2 separate regions of the Anas platyrhynchos genome follow, and region 1 is linked to region 2. The links are chromatin contacts, called in public Hi-C maps. All regions are on one chromosome and are shown on one strand. Each heading gives the region's core, a stretch centred on a gene start, on an enhancer-like site or on the middle of the called end of the contact. The rest is flanking DNA. Distances are from core to core; before and after follow the strand shown. Region 1 overlaps ARHGAP22 (Rho GTPase activating protein 22). Region 2 overlaps ARHGAP22 (Rho GTPase activating protein 22).

Region 1 (4,333 bases), core at 1,634-4,133, 43 kb before region 2:
GACTTAAGCCAGCAGGAAGAAGGTGAGTCAGTCTCTTTAATGGTGACCCAAGAGAGAGTCTCGCTTTTCACTAAGACAAACAGATTTGTTTATTGAGCCACGTTAATTTGCTAATATTGTAGGAATTGAGCCTTAGAGGTTCCTTTTCTGTCATAAACATGCAAGTGGTGTGTACATGTTGTAATGAACTGTTTTAATAAAGTTGATTAGGAAGTATCTGTGCCTCTCTGCTAATAATACCAATCCAACTGGAGAGGCTATAGAGGCAAGAAACTGTTGTTGTGGCTTCCAGCAGGGGCTCCCAGCAGGCAGAGAGAAGATGGGAGGTAGGGGAGGCATCTGAAAGTGGGAAGGGAGTCAGAGCTGGGGAAAAGATGGATTCCACATTGAATCATAATCGGTCTGTTCAGTTGGTTTCCTGTGGTGCTGCATTTTGTGTAAGCCCAAAATGCAACCCCAGTTGCTCGTGATGGGAGAAATCTTGCAGGAACTAAAGGTAGCCTTACCCAGCTGCTTTATGTTAGCCTGCATATATGCTGTATAATAACAGAACAGCCAGTAATGCTTTCATGGTAAAATTGCTTTTTTTGTAGGTGGCATTCAAAAGATTATGTGGAGCTTGTTATAGGAAATCTGTCAAAAGGAAAACAAGTATGGAAACAGGTTTTTTCTTAAGGGACCAAGCCGTATTGATTATCTTTTGAAGAAAAAATTAGATTCACTTAGCCAATTATCAGAACGTTTATAGTGTCCAAGCTAGAAGGCTCTAAGCTTAAAGATGAGATGTTACATTTTCCCATATGTAACAAAGATTCAGCCCGTACTTTCACCACAGAATGGGTCTCGCAGTTACCTGTAGAGTTGTGACCAGTGTCGCCACTCAAATGATCTGTGCTCCTGTTGTGAAAGCAAGCCAGGCTTGACTCTTCTTTAAGCTTCACATCTGCTGAGCACTGGCTATTGCTATTTTCAGTCTTTTTTTTTTTTTTTCCTTCTTGCAAAACACCAAGAAAACCACTACTGAGCCCTGGGGAAGGTTCCAGTAGCTGGGCAAGATGCAATTCCTTTTAGTAATGATCAGAACACTATAAGAGCCTGCCTTCTTTTCCTTATATGCTTTTTTTTGAAATCCTTGTCGGAAAAAAGGAAACAGGGCTGAGGCAATGAGGTTGAGTGGTGGGGCATTGAATCGCTGCCTGTATGACGGTGATGTGTTGAGTTTGGGGACAGGATTAAGGCCAGGGGAGTGCTGTGTCCCTGTTCTGCCCAGCACATCACAGCTTCTCCTTTTGTTGGTAGCTCTGTGTCCAGCCCATACCCCCTGCAGGGGGGAGGGTCATGGATCTCCAGTCCTAGTCAGCTGATAATTCTGTTGAAAACAAACTTCAACAGACATCTGTTTTTCATAGAAATCAGTCGTCTTGAAATATAACAAAAATCATTTGTTTCAGACACAAATGGCAAGGAAAGAGTCCTGGCCATAAGTCTGGGAAGGTGTTGAGCTGGGCATACAGCATGTAGCTGTGTGGCAGCATGCAGGTTCACGTGTAACGTGTTGGGAGAGGGTTGATGCTGTGAGGTCTACTATTTTGCAGCCTAAATAGTACTTTCTTTACTGCTTTTATCACATACAAATTCCTTCCTAATTAGCCATTCTCTGTCATCTCTTATTGTTGCCAGGATTCATTTTTCCATAACGTATGCATTGTTTTCACATAATACGTTGTTTTTAATGGGCTGTGCATATCTCCCGTGGCTATTTCTGTCTTTGTAACCAATCTAGCATTCTTTGTTCTGCTTCTGTCACTGCAGCTTGCAGCACTGTGACCATCTTCACATGCTCTTAATGCTTTTCTACTTACCAATCTTTATAAAGATATTACCTGAACACTAAATAAAACATTACAAGGTGTATTCTCTAGGGAGAGAGAAATGATGGATGATTCTAAATGGAGTAGACCTTAATGCAAAAACAAATGTAGGTATGACACCAGAAGCACAGCTGTACTAGAACGTCTTCCTGCATGTACTGTGAAGAGAGACTTAATGTGTACAAAAGAGCTGAGAGTCTGAGGCTGTTTCAAGAATTTAATATAATTTTAGAGCTGCTAGTATCAAGGATGTAGCCATATGATACAGGCGCTGTTCTGATGGTTCAAACTTATCAAAAAAACTACTAACAACACCACCAAAACACCCCCCTTTGTCCTCCTCTGTCCCTGAAGGTTTTAAACCTGCAAGCCTTATTTTAACACCAATATGGCCTGCTTATATCATTCCAAATTTATATTGGATTCGGCATCTTGTGTCTTGCAGCTGGCTTAAAGCTGATGTAAACTCTACTCTGCTCTCGCTCATTTGACAGAAATGTGATTGTGTCCATGCCTGATCTAGCTCAGTCATGCCTTTTTAAGTGATTCTGTAGCTTACAGAGCCAGCATTAATTGATGTGGAACCTCTGCCATATTAAGCAAGACAGAAATAGGAAGTTGTCATCTTCTCCATTTCGCGTGTGGGGAGCTACAGCAAGGGAACGAAGCTGGGTTCCAGCAGAGTGCAGAGCTGGGCAGCCCGTCAGCCCCTCTTGCTCTGCCGCTGGCTCTGCACAGGGCTGCTCTAGCGCAGTGTTCTGGGCCAGGTGAACCTTTTCAATGAGCCTTTCTGGTAGTTTGGAGCCCCGTGACAGTTTGTTTTGCAGACGATGTGAGTTACTGCTATAAGGAATTTAGGAGCTGTGGGATATGGTACTCAAGTGAGCTCCAAGCATGTTGTTCCTGCTATGTTTTTTTTCCCCTCTGCTTATTTTCCAGTCTCCGTGTAGCAAACCAGTCTGTTTTGTCTGGAGTGCTTTGCCCTTTGTAAGCCAACACTGCCTCTGAAATGTTTCCCATCTCCTGTTGAGTAGTGATTAGTCCTCTTCCTACTATTTATATTTCTGCTTGGATCAAGGGTCTGTCTCAGGCCAGTAATGGCATGGATTATTCCTCTTTCCTTTTGTGCCTGCTTGTAAAAATACAGATGGTGATGATGTTAAGCTTTATAATTAGCTCGAGATTTTGTACTTAATGGGAATGTAAGCTTGATCCCAGTGTTCAGAGGAACTGCCAACCAAAGATTCTCTTTTATAGCAGGGTTAGTGCAGGGTCTATACAACAAACGTAGTGTTATGTGCGTGGGTCATCACGGCAAAATGGGGGAATCCAGTTATTGTGCCAGCATTATGCTAGGTCGGGAAGGCCCAACCGGCACCTTCAGCCGGGTTTAGTGGGGCCCTGGAGTGGGCCATACACTAAGCAGATCTCTCAGCCTTCCCAGACTGCGAATTGGCCACAGGCCTTGAGAATTCACTTGTGGGAATAGCTGTAGAGAAAAATGCTGAGGAAAAAGTTGTTGGTGCTTTAGAAGACAGCAGGAGAGACCTGAGAGCTGGTTGAGAGGAGTGGCAGGTGAGAAGGCTCAATTTCCTGCTCTGGTTGCCATCTCCAAAGGATGGGTTGCAGAGGTGGTCTGCTCTCTCCATCTCTGCTACCTGTCTGACCCAGCCAGGCTCTCCACACTTAACTCCGTCACACCAGGGCAGAACAATTTGGGCAGCTATCAGGACTGGGTGGGAATGGCAGATCCTAGATCTTTCCCAGGTGAGGCAGTCCTTGCTGCCCAGGGCTAGCCAGCCAGCTGGGAGACATAGGCAGCCCTCTGCACACAGGTAGGTTTTTGGCAAAGTTATGGGCAACTGAAAGGAGTCTTGCAGTGGCTAAGGCAGGGCAGGCAGCCACAAGGAAGCAGTGTTTCCAGCACAACAGTAACTCAAAATGCTTTCATTTAAGCAACAGGGTTGGAGACAGAAAAGTTGGGCAATGTCAATTTTAACCCCAGCTCTCTTTCTCAGTGTGTTAGTTACCTGGTTGCTTAAGTTTGATGTTCTGATCCAGAGCCATCGTTCCCCACTCCTTTCATGTCAGTGCAGTGGACAGTTTCAGGAACAGCAGATGTGGCTTCCATAATGGTTCTGTGACCACATGTAGTGGATTGGTGGTGCAGCACGGTGTGTGTTTTATACTGTCAGCTGCTTTACAGCATCAAAATAGGAAGTCTGAAGCATTCTCAGCTAGTGTACTACTCATTGTCATTCTAGTGACAAAAAAAGATCTAAGGAGACAAGAAGACTTCAGAAAGTGTTCTCACACTTTGGCTGCAGCAGCATGTTTAGAGCTCCTAAAAATAGCCAGCTATGGCTCAGGGCCATGAGTGGCAGGACTGAAGATGCAGACATCCTAGCGCTGCACTCTGAAACCTTGCTGTATACTTATACTGGAGAAATGGGGAAGAAATG
Region 2 (4,079 bases), core at 1,466-3,965:
TGGTGGTGCTGGCTCCTGAGAGCACTGCTAGCACTTTCTCCACACAACGACACCAGGGAAGAAAATGTCTGCAGCTCCCAAGCAGGAAGTTTGTGTGACATTTACTTGCTAAGCAGTCTTACAAACCCAAATTCTTCTTCTGGAAAGTAAGAGCAGGCCAGCAGTAACCTTCCCTACAGTTAAACAGCCTCATACCAAGGGGAAAAGGAGTTCAGTCCCCATAACCCCTTTTCTTCTTAGCACATATATATGCGGAGATCTCCAGGTGGCAATTGTGATAGCAGTTTAGCAGTTTATATGCAGTGTGGCCATTTCTCTAGATTTTATTGTTGTTCTCGCAGAGTCAGGTATATTTCTGCAGCCTGCAGCCCCTGCAATCAAGTGATTATGTGAGAATCTTGGATTTCATTTTTAGGAAATGTAACAGAGTAAGCAGGATCCAAGTCAACTAGAAATTCAAAACACTGAAGATAAATTATATATGTGTTTATATGTATCTGTTTATATGTAGAGAGAAAGAGAGAGTGATTTTTATTCCAGTCTTATCATATTCTGTAGTCTAAGTAGGGCTTTGTAAGGGATTGAGAATTGTTTGATATCAGGAGATAAAGTGATATCAGTGGTGTGTAGCTATATTGCGCCATGTTACATCCTTCTCACAGGACACCTATATCTGCCAAGTGACCATCTGCAGGGAACCATACCAAAGCAGCTGCCCTTTCCTGTTTTGGTAGTGATGCTCACATGAGCAAGCATGTGTTCCTTCGGCCTTTTTTTCCTCACCAAGGCTCTTTCTTTGGAGAAGAGTTTACATCATCTTTATCATCTCTCATGCAACTCAGGGTATTCTTATATGCCATGCTGATGTCTAATCATGCTTTGAGTCATGCTGTGCCCTTGGCTGCAGAGAAGCTGTGAATTTCACAGGTTAATTACACTTCAGGTACAACAGCATCCATGTTAAACAAGCTGACTTTCCATTTAATTGGATGCCCTCTTTGTTCTTGTGTTTTAAGAGATGGAAAACAGAAATGGAGAAGTGAATGGAAGAATAAAAGTCTGCATTTGCTATCTCCTAGGCTTCTATCCCAAACTTTGAGTCCCAGGCTCCATAATGGTATTAGCAGATGTGACACATTTTGAGGCATCATTCCAGGGAATAGTGCCAAAAATCCTGATGGTGTCTCAGCCATTCAGCAGGGGATTGGTCCTGCTCACTGGTTAGCAGTGCAGGCAGGTTCTCCCTAACTTGCAGCCTGCTGTGCTCACCACAGGGGAATAGAGGACAATAAAAGTGTGAAGAATACCCAGGATCTCATTTTTACCTTTTATTTAAGGGTCTCTATTGCTTACCAGATGTTCTTTAGTGGGTTATAGGTATTGTCTAGTGTTTTGTCTGGGTTTCTGGTGTCAAGTTGTGAAATACCTTGTTATTCAGGTTATACCTTGAATACTTAAGGAATACCAAGCTACCTTGCTATTCGAGAACTGAGGCTTTTGATCCTGGTATTGCCTTTACCTGAAGTAAGACAGTCATTTTTTCAGGAGCTTTTGATCACAGTAGAGGATTTAGAGAGAGAGTTTGATAGCAAGTTTCCCAAGTCGTGAGACAACACTGTCCCAGTGACTGGAATCTCAGAGCTTGACCACCAGCTCAGTATCCCCTCTGTGGTGTGTTTAAACTCAGTCACAGTGTAGTTAAGCAAGTGGTAAGCCAGTAAGTTCAGATGAGTGTGGTCTCTACAGTAGCCACAGATGTGATATTTTAATAGTAGAAGTGCATGAGCAGCTGCAAAGAGCAATGCATGTGTGTATACACCTATTTATTTTCTGCAGAGGGAGATGCAGCTACCCAAACTCCATGAAACTTCCCAGAAGGTAGGTGCAAAGGTTCTGGGCGGTGACTGCTGCGTGCCTGTAGTCACAGGATTGTGTTTTGTAAATGGGATAGAGGGCTGACCTCAGCGTAACTGCAACTATCACGGTGTGATAGGCATTTTTCTGAACTGCAGGCCACTTAACCTTGGAGCAGGACCTGAGGGGGTGAGCATTTTCCTGCAGGTAAGTCCTGGGGGTGGCTCACATGTAAAGAGCTTTAAGTTCCTTCCCCTACCAGTTACTCAGCTGAGCTGTTTGTCATGAGGCAACTTCTCTGTGAAGGGCTAAAGCAGAGGCTGTACGCACAAAAAAAGCGGCACTAGGTCAAAGATTGTGGCTCGTCCTAAGCTATGTAAAACTTCAGAGCCTGCTGAGGCTGCGGGGGGGCTGTGCCCCTCCACTACAAGACTGCTTCTGGTGCTTTGCAAGCAGCTCAAAGGCCAGACCAGGGAACTGGGTTGCCTGCAGCACAGCTAATGCTGCCTGTGTCAGGAAGGGATCCAGAGAGTGGCATGCAGACAGCAACTGTTGCTCAGCTTTTCCAGCTATCTAGAATAGATCTGACAAGCAATTAGAGCATGAATATATTACAGAGCCGATGGGGGATGCCTTTGTTAAAACTTGTGACCCATACTTAGGTGCTGTTTATATTGGCGGCAGCTTCGAGGGTGGGCAAGACCCTACCTGCCTGTCTTTCTCCTCTCTCCTTCCCCTTGCGGAGGGAGCTGGGGAGCTCTGCATCTCATTGGATATTTCAAATGCTTTCTGCACAAGTCATAATTAATGACGAGTTGTGGAGCTAAGACCAGATGTGCTGCTGAGATTATCTCCCAGGGCAGATCGGCTGCTCTCCGCTCTGTAGCGCTGGGTGAATGGAAAGCTGCCAGTGCTGGGACTCAGAATGTGTCTGATGCCTGAAGTCAGGACTTTCTTTCTCTGCCGCTCCTGCTGTCTGACACTGCCTGGTTTCTGCTTGAAGCTCAGCGCCTGTCATGTAGCAGAGTGCTGCACAAGAACGAGAGGTATGAGATGATTTTCCAGAGTTTAGATTTGTTATGGTTTTCTTTTCCTAGAAGAAAAGCAGATATTTGAGCTTAGCCTCAGACAGAGGCTACACATCTAAATAAAGCAGCTGTCTTTATAAAGGGGAAGGAGTGGGAAGGATCCAGCCTATGGCCAAAAATACTACTGAATGCCAAGCTATCATTGAAGATGTTTCGGGGGAAGTGTGTTTGTGCTTGTTTTTACACAGAATATTTAAATAAATACATAGGTGGACGAGAGCAGTCATGCCCCCGTATGTGGAGGCTGATCTTTGTGGGGAATGGGGTTAGAAGACACCGGGTTCTGCCACAGACTCATTTGTGTGACCTTGGGTGAGTTAGTTACTCAGATTTGTGTTTGATTCCTGATTATCTGTCGCTTCCTTTTCTTTCCCCCATTTTTGCGTGCTTTGTCTGGCTGGGCTGTTTGGTTGTCAGGGACTGCATTTGGGGGCTTCCACAGCTCCTAGCCAGGACCTCGATTCTCTGTGCTGCTGCAGTCATTCATGGGGTGTGCTTGGGTGGGCCAGGGAAGGGGAAGAGAGAGCTGCAAGTTTGTGTGTGCTTGGTGCTATGAAAGCGTATGCGTTTCTGAATGTCTGCCCATGACTTTTTTCTCAGTGCTTTCATGTGTGAGAGGGACAGATAAATGGGAGCCTAAGCATGAATGTGGGAAGGTAAAAGCAGACTCTTACCTGTGCAGGTGAGCACGTACACAACCTTTGCATCCATAAACTGCCTGTCTGTGAGGCACCGCATGCACGCGCGGGTGTATATACTGCTGTACAGCAGCATCCAGGTGTGTGCTGATTATCTTCCTGCACATCTTTTAACGTGTGTACTAACCTGTACATACAGCTGATGTAGGTGTGTCTGGACTTTTCCCTCTTTAAGCACGTATGGTGTCCTCAGTCCTCTCTGTAAAGAAAATCTACTCAAGCGCTGACTTTATTATCTCTGTCTTTAGTTTATTTTGGTTGAAATCAGAGCTCTGATGAGGAAAAATGAAGCTGGGAGCATATATTTTCCTGCCCACAGCATGTCCAGACAGCATAGTTGAATGTATAGGCTTTGTATGCCTGGAGCTGGTGGGTGAGCTATTCAGGCCAGGACAGAAAGCCTGTCTGTGTCTTCGTACATCATTCCTGGCTCGCTTTT

The links. A called contact is a pair of places that touch in the nucleus more often than the background predicts.
Region 1: a Hi-C map of skeletal muscle shows a contact between it and region 2, with 1.5 times the contacts expected there. The contact joins two enhancer-like sites. A contact is called at or near these places in 2 of 8 Hi-C or Micro-C datasets (skeletal muscle and small yellow follicle).

The regions. Positions count from the first base shown.
Region 1 is chr6:22,328,996-22,333,328 of IASCAAS_PekinDuck_T2T, reverse strand. All of the region lies in intron 3 of ARHGAP22 (Rho GTPase activating protein 22), which reads left to right. Among named protein-coding and RNA genes, the nearest start is that of WDFY4, 41 kb to the left of the region's middle. Within about 2 kb of position 2,883, at least 2 of the 8 cell types and tissues checked have an H3K27ac peak or open chromatin away from gene starts, as enhancers often do.
Region 2 is chr6:22,285,662-22,289,740 of IASCAAS_PekinDuck_T2T, reverse strand. All of the region lies in intron 4 of ARHGAP22 (Rho GTPase activating protein 22), which reads left to right. Among named protein-coding and RNA genes, the nearest start is that of MAPK8, 81 kb to the right of the region's middle. Within about 2 kb of position 2,715, at least 8 of the 8 cell types and tissues checked have an H3K27ac peak or open chromatin away from gene starts, as enhancers often do.